2 separate regions of the Gossypium hirsutum genome follow, and region 1 is linked to region 2. A link is a contact called in public Hi-C data. All regions are on one chromosome and are shown on one strand. The core of a region is the stretch at or near the end of the contact, and the rest is flanking DNA. Distances in the headings are between cores, read along the strand shown. Region 1 holds the start of LOC107929451 (arabinosyltransferase XEG113). Region 2 holds the start of LOC107929452 (abscisic acid 8'-hydroxylase CYP707A2).

Region 1 (3,940 bases), core at 386-2,885, 220 kb before region 2:
GGGGCAAGCCACATCAAGTATGAAGTGACCATTAAGGATCATGATTTAAAATATAAAGAAATGATGACAGCAGAGTAAGAAGCATTACACAAGCCAATAAAAGTACACACAAAGCAAATGCAACCGCCAGGAAAAACTAGTATTTCTCACTGAAATTTTTTTTCTTATAGAATCAGAAAAATCCATATTCTTCCACAGTATGATAGCATTGTAATAAAATAAAACTTATCCAATTTAAGGGAAGAAAAAGTGAAACAATCAAACTATAGCTTAGTGTCATGTAAACAACAAAGAAAAACTTGATCTGGATAGGAAAGGGAGTACCTTGAGCCACACCATGTCTGTATCACACATCAATAGCTCATAACCAAAAGGAAGTATAGCATTTATAAGTAATACTTTCTCTCTCCCCATTTTATGAAATGTAGGAGAGCCCCATCCAACATCTATTGTGCTCATATGGCTACCCATATCAAATACTGGAACACCTTTCCAATACAAAGCCTCCAACAGTTTGGTGTCCATAGCACCTAAATCACAACGATTCCGATTCATTGTCCACTTTTAAGCACAGTTAACTGCAGGAAGATTTTAACAACTTACCAACAAGAAGATTAGAAACATCAAGATCCGTCAAGTGTTTAACCCAAGTCAAGATGAAATCCATAAACGCAAAGTTGCCAAAGGTGACAATAATGACATTGTCTTTCGCCCTTTCTCCAACCAGTTCTTTTGTTAATTTAAAGGACTCCAAAGGTGGCATTTTCGAATTACTAGGCGGAGCCTGCCATATAGTTTTCAACTGGTTGCTACCAGGTTGTGATGCTTTGTCTGTTGGTAGAGAAATGTTGTTACTGAAATTAGAACCACCATCTACCATTTGAGGACATCAGTTAATAAAATCTTGTAATTGACTAATGGTAAAGCAAATGCTAAAAGAGTGAAGTTGATGTACTGAACAGAACATCATAATAAAAGGCATCAAAGAAAGTCTTCAAAATTGCAACATAATTCCATAAAAGAAGCTCGGGGAAGAAAGGGTCTAACATACAAACAAAAAGTCAAACTAACAAAAACCCATTAGCAATATTCCATTTTGATTAGGATCCAATAACGAAAACAATGTTTACTCAGTTGTTCTAATAACGTATGATCGGCCATTTGCACATACATAGAAGCTTAAATTTTTTAAAAAAAAAAAGAAAAAGGAAAAAAAGAACAAGGAGCGTAAAGAAAAAAGAAAAAAAGAACAAGGAGCGTACTCTGGGAGAGAGGAGGGGAGGAAAGCCAAGAAGTAGAGATAGACTGGGTGCTGGTGGAAGCGGATGGAGAGTAAATGGCGGAGAACACATAAAAAGAAGTCGCCACTATCCCCACGATAATGGTGGTGTATATCGTCAGAAACAGCGGTTTGGAAGCAGCAGCTTCTTGAACCGCGTTTCTCCATCCCCCCATCTTTGCTGTGGGTTCCAACTTGATCTCTTTTTGGCGTTGAATTTTTTCAGGATGAAAATGCGAAACAAAGGAAAGGGGGTTTCGATTATAGTAGTCCGGCCTCCATGTTTAATTTAGGAGTTTTCATATCAAATTCAATAGCTGTAGCAACTTGTTATGTAAGAGCTGCAGGCTATATCTAGGTCAACTTTCCCGGCCCGTTGTCTTTTATTTATATCACAAATCAGTCATTACTATTATTTTAGAATTTACCATGTGGCAAGCTGGCATTGGGACTATATAAAATTTACAACAACATAGAAGAGAATAGATTTCTATTGAGTCATACACAAAATGGCAAGCAATAAGTGGTTTTAAGATCAGGGTGTCTGGTGCAGAGCAGAGCTTGGCGATGGACAACATTTCAGAATCTTGTCCGAATTTTGTGGGATTATGGCTTGGTTTTTACTTGGAAAACATTTTGCAATCCCTTCATTCGATACATGTTTTAGTCAATGCAATATTTCATTTTGCTTATAAAATAACAAATATTTTACTAGAGTGAAAACCCCCGCGGCTCACACTCGGGGATTTTCAAGAAATTTTTAATTAATCTATGTAAAATTAAATTTTGTTTGTAAAAGTAAAGGGGAATAAAAAGTTGGAAAGATGATATAATTGGTAGATTAGAAAAATTCTAAATTTGAATGAGAGGAGGTGAGAAATGAGAGATGTAACTATGCATATTTAAGTAAAAATACCATAATAATTTCTATATCGCATTTTTTTCTTCAATTAAAAAAATGAGTAAATTAATCTTTTTGTGCATATATGAAAAAGAAATTATTTAAAAACGTTAGGATATTATTATATGATATTATCTCATAGCAATTTGATTCCTAATGGATATTATAAAATATTATCTTTTAGCAATTTGGTTCCCACGTAACTACTACTGTATAGATATATATATACCCTTAAGCTCTATCAATAAAATTCAAGAGATTATCCTATTATTTTCATGGCATTTGAGCAAGATTTTTTACACAATTTTTTTTCTTTCATCATTCTAAATGTCTGGAGGCGAGTCTTCTCCTCCTCCATCACCACCAAGTGAGGCGCCACTTCCTGGTTTTACTGTTGAGCAATAGTAGTCTCTTCTAGCGGTGTTCAGTAATAAACAATCAACTTCTTCTCGGTTGAATGGTAAGCCCAAGAATAATTGGATTATTGATACAGGGTGTTCAAATCATGTTATGAGTGATATTATGTGTTTGACGAATGTGAGAGATTTTGTAGCATGTTCCATAGGACTCCCTAGTAGCCAAACAATGGTGGCATTGAGGACAAAATTCAATTAAAACAAGTTCTTTACGTTTCTAAATTAAACTGTAATTTAATTTCATTTTCCCAGTTGAATGATGATATGAACTGTTTTGTCCAATTTTCTACTAACATATGTACTATTCATCTTCATTTGAGGGAGCTGATTGGAGCGGGTGAGAAACGGGATGGACTTTACTACTTCCGGCATGTTTCGATGGTCAAAGCGGTTTCAATTAAACTTCATCCTCTTTGGAACTTTGGCAGAGAAGATTGGGTCACCCTTCCGAGAAAGTAGTAAAGTTACTTCCTTTTGTTAGTAACTCTATAGATAATCTAAATAAAGCATGTGAAATTTGTCATCGTGCTAAGCAGCTAGATATAACTTTCCAATTAGTGAACAAAAATCCACTCATATTTTTGAGTTAGTTCATTGTGATTTATGGGGTTTTATGACACTCCTTCATCTTGTGGATCTCATTATTTTTTGACATTGGTTGATGATTTCTCTCGTGTTGTTTGGATATATCTATTGGAAAATAGAAAAGAGGTTTTCAAAGTTTTCATGTTATTCATTGCTATGGTTGACCGCCAATTTCTCAATAAATAAAGTGTGTTAGAAGTGATAATAGGACGAAATTTAATTTTCTTCAGGATTATTTTCTTGCAAATGACATTATTTTTTAAACATATTGAGTTGGGACTCCTTAACAAAATGGGAGAGTAGAGAGGAAACATCAGTATATTTTAAATGTAGCTCGTGCTTTGCGTTTCTAGGGAAATCTGCTTATATCTTCTAGGGGGAGTGTGTGTTGGCTGTATTTCATCTCATTAATCGAACTCCTTCACCTCTTCTTCACAAAAAAACACCCTATGAAATGTTGTTTGGCAGCCCTCATTTGTTTGATGATCTTCGTGTGTTCTGGTGCTTATTTTTTGCTCATAATCAACGTTCTAAGGGTGATAAGTTTGTTAGTCGAAGTTGAAAGTATGTTTCTGTTGGGTACCCTTTTGGCAAAAAAGGTTGATATTTATATGATCTAGATTCTAAGAAGTTCCTTGTGTCCCACAATGTGAAATTTTTTGAGGATATTTTTCCGTATTTGGATGAGAATGCTGCAACCATTAAGCCTGACAATTTTGCTGTAGCAACCCGTTTTCAATGGTGTCAAAAATGTGGTTT
Region 2 (3,908 bases), core at 242-2,741:
AAACCACATTTTTATTGAAGCAGTACACGGTGACTTCGTTTCTTGTATATGTAAGTCTTTATTTTTGGTTGGGGCTTGACAAAGGTTTTGACTCACCAAAACACCACCCAAATCCAACCCAACATTTATTAAACACTCTCACTCTTTTGGCTGCTTATTATATATATTGATAAATATATTGTATAAGCTTTTATTGCAGCTTGTTCAAAGTGGGGTTTTGCTTTGAAAATAAAAAGGCATGCTTTGAACTGTCTCCAATTCAAAGATGGGGGTTTTGAATGACAAATTATTTTAGTTTAAGATTTAAAACATATGGCACAGATTTTGGTGAAGCGTATAAAAATTGCAGACTTTTAGAGTGAGGTATGGTAAAAGACTATGGGGTTTCTACCCTTCAATATTTGGATGTTCAAAGAAAAAGTGAGTACGGATTGAGCTCGTTAAAGTGACTCATACTTCTAACTTCAAACTCTCCTTTTGTCTTGCTTAAGGGACGTTTTCTTTCATGTCTTAAAACCCAACCTTTTCTTGATTCTGGTCAAACACTCACGCGCTCTTTCTGCTTTCTTTTCTTTCAGTCCTGCCACGTGCTTGCTATTTTTATTTTATGACTAATTTATAGTTTTTTTACATTTAATCATTTTAAATTATCTACAGTTACTAGTTAATTTTTAAATAAGAGTACAATTCACTTCAGGGAATTCATATTTTCTTACATTGATAATAATTTTAATGTCAGTCGAGTTAAGACTCAATCTATATATTAAATTATAGTTAATAATTATGTTTTTATTGTAAAATAATACAAAAACATTCACAGTCATTAATAAAAATATATGAAAAAAAAGAAATAGATAAAAATTATACAACATTGTGATTATAATACAATCACAAATATGAGTTTAAGTAAGGACAAATTATAATCAAATCAAAATCAAATATAAATAATCTAAGAATCAAAATAATCTAGACTAAAATTATTCCACGAGATTAAAACTCACACATAAAAATAGATATATATTCAAATAATTATAAAATAGAATTAAACTAAGATAAAACATAAAATAAATTAATAATCAAAATAATTAAGATTAAAATAAACCGATCAAATCGAATTAAAACCCACAAATATAACTAAAAGCACAAGGTTTAAAGCTTTGACCTTTACTGATAACGTTAACATCGGTAATTAAATAAAAAAAATAGTGAGATGAAATTTTAATATTAATAAAATAATAAAAATAGAATATGTAACAATGAACTGAGTCACAGAAAATATATTAGCACGGATAAAGAGTACAGATGAGTAGAACTAGAAAACATGCAATGAGCTGGAGGGAGATTCCGCGTGTGGGGGATTCAAGTTGTATTTCAAACCCCCTTCCTTTTCCCTTCCTATATCCTTTTCATATTTCTAACCCGACCCGACCGAGCCCGACCCAATCCCCAGTCCCCCCCCCCTATATATATACCTGCTGCTCACTTGTTTCCATCACACAACTTCTTCACCATTCAGCTACCAAGATTTCCACCCTATTTATAATTTATTAAACATGGCATTCTATTTCATGATTCCCTTATTTGCTTCCATTTTCTTTATTTTTCTCTTCAATTCTCTGCTTAATTTGTTCAAATCCAAAAAATCCCGGGATTTACCCCTCCCGCCAGGCACCTTGGGTTGGCCGTACATCGGTGAAACCTTTCAGCTCTACTCCCAAAACCCAAATGTCTTCTTTGCTTCCAAGCAGAAAAGGTGTGTTATTTTTCTTTGTGGCATGTTCTTTGCAGTGTAATGTAATGCATGCTTACAATGGGCTGTGGCTTGTGTTTGTTTGTTTTTATATAGGTACGGCTCCATATTCAAGACCCATATACTCGGGTGTCCCTGTGTGATGATTTCCAGCCCGGAAGCTGCGAAATTTGTGCTTGTCACCAAGTCTCACCTCTTCAAGCCAACGTTTCCGGCCAGTAAAGAGAGGATGTTGGGCAAACAAGCCATTTTCTTTAGCCAAGGACAGTACCATGCCAAATTGAGGAAGCTTGTGCTCCGTGCCTTCGTGCCTGAAGCCATCAAAAGCTTCGTTTCCAACATCGAATCCATTGCCAAAGATTCTCTCCAGTCATTGGAAGGCAGGCTGATTACCACTTTCCAAGAAATGAAAACGGTAAGCCTAAAAAACAGAGAGGGAAAAAAAAACAGGGTTGTTTCCTCTGTTTTTGTTTACCCTGTGTTTGATGATATGTTGATATCAAATATATTTTTTATATTTGCAGTACACATTCAATGTTGCGCTGCTATCGATATTCGGAGAGGATGAAGTGAAGTACAGAGAAGATCTGAAGAGGTGTTATTACATATTAGAAAAAGGTTATAACTCGATGCCCATTAACATTCCGGGTACACTTTTCAACAAATCGATGAAAGCAAGGAAAGAGCTAGCTCAGATCCTGGCCAAAATCATATCGACCAGGAGAGAAACGAAGCAGGAGTACAATGACTTGTTGGGTTCTTTCATGGGTGATAAAGAAGGCCTCACCGATGAACAAATCGCTGATAACATCATTGGTGTAATCTTTGCTGCTCGTGACACCACCGCTAGTGTACTCACTTGGATAATTAAGTACCTTGGAGAAAACCCCAGCGTTCTTCAAGCTGTCACGGTAAGTTTATTGCTCCTCCTATGGGACTAGTCCAAGAAAACTCCACCATAGACACACTGACTTGGTTGTTTCTTGTGGTGTTTTACAGGATGAACAAGAGGCCATAATGAAAGGTAAAGAGAAATGCGGTGAGGAGCAAACTCTGAGCTGGGCAGATACCAAGAAGATGCCCATAACTTCAAGAGTGATTCAGGAGACACTTAGGGTTGCTTCGATTTTATCTTTTACCTTCAGAGAAGCAGTGGCTGATGTTGAATATGAAGGTCAGTTGCACCACAACCTCTGTCAATATATATACACATACTAAGTCACTCTTTAGTGATAAAAGATTTCATTTGATTTGAAATCTTGATCGGTCCACATTTCAATACAGATAATTCAATCTATATAACTGTTAAGAGTATAATGCTACTACCTTTGCCTTTTTGGTTCAAATAGCCTAACTTGTCTTTTTGTTGTGAAAAATATTAAACAGGGTATCTTATACCAAAAGGATGGAAAGTTTTACCACTTTTTAGAAACATTCATCACAGCCCAGAAATCTTCCCAGATCCTGAAAAGTTTGATCCTTCAAGATTTGAGGTAGACTTATGCAGAGTTTTGTTGTTTTCAATTTTTTTTCTTTTAAATTAAAAAAAAAAAAGGAGAGAGAGTAAGTAGCAATCACCTAAAGCATACTTTTGCTCAATGATTGAACAGTTTGTTCCAAAACCCAATACATTTATGCCATTTGGCAATGGAACACATTCATGTCCAGGGAATGAGTTAGCCAAGCTGGAAATCATGGTCCTTCTCCATCATCTGACCACGAAGTACAGGTAACCGACAGTCTTTCAATCTCTTCCTTTTTTCTTTTTCTCAGTTTGTGGGATTTTTATGATCTGATTGTTTCTATTAATAGAAATATAAAATAAAACATGACATATGAATGTGATTTTTTTGCAGGTGGTCTGTGGTGGGTACAAATAGTGGAATTCAGTATGGTCCTTTTGCTCTTCCCCAGAATGGTTTGCCCATCAGATTAATCAGAAAATCATAGGCATGCACTCAATTTCTTAATTTTAGAGTATGAAGCAAAGAATGCAAAGGCGAAGACAGTTCCAACAAAGAGCTTTTTGGACAAATGAAGAAACTTGAGATCATAAATAACAAAAATAGAAAGAAAAAAAACCAAGTCCCCAAACTGTACAGAAAAGAAAAGCAAAATCTGCAAACAGTTTCCTGTTTATTCTTTCTCCAACTTATAG

What was found. Hi-C and Micro-C count contacts between places; a contact is called where the count stands out from the background.
Region 1: a Hi-C map of leaf shows a contact between it and region 2, with 2.1 times the contacts expected there. The contact joins the promoter of LOC107929451 here to the promoter of LOC107929452 in region 2. A contact is called at or near these places in 8 of 34 Hi-C or Micro-C datasets (leaf and seedling).

The regions. Positions count from the first base shown.
Region 1 is chrA08:110,226,435-110,230,374 of Gossypium_hirsutum_v2.1, reverse strand. LOC107929451 (arabinosyltransferase XEG113) reads right to left here and starts at 1,635. Exons shown (of 13, transcript XM_016860879.2): 1 at 1,263-1,635; 2 at 604-831; 3 at 325-530. The coding sequence starts at 1,455.
Region 2 is chrA08:110,005,022-110,008,929 of Gossypium_hirsutum_v2.1, reverse strand. LOC107929452 (abscisic acid 8'-hydroxylase CYP707A2) reads left to right here and starts at 1,491. Exons shown (of 7, transcript XM_016860880.2): 1 at 1,491-1,753; 2 at 1,847-2,165; 3 at 2,275-2,661; 4 at 2,750-2,924; 5 at 3,137-3,243; 6 at 3,361-3,479; 7 at 3,607-3,908. The coding sequence starts at 1,554. The coding sequence ends at 3,700.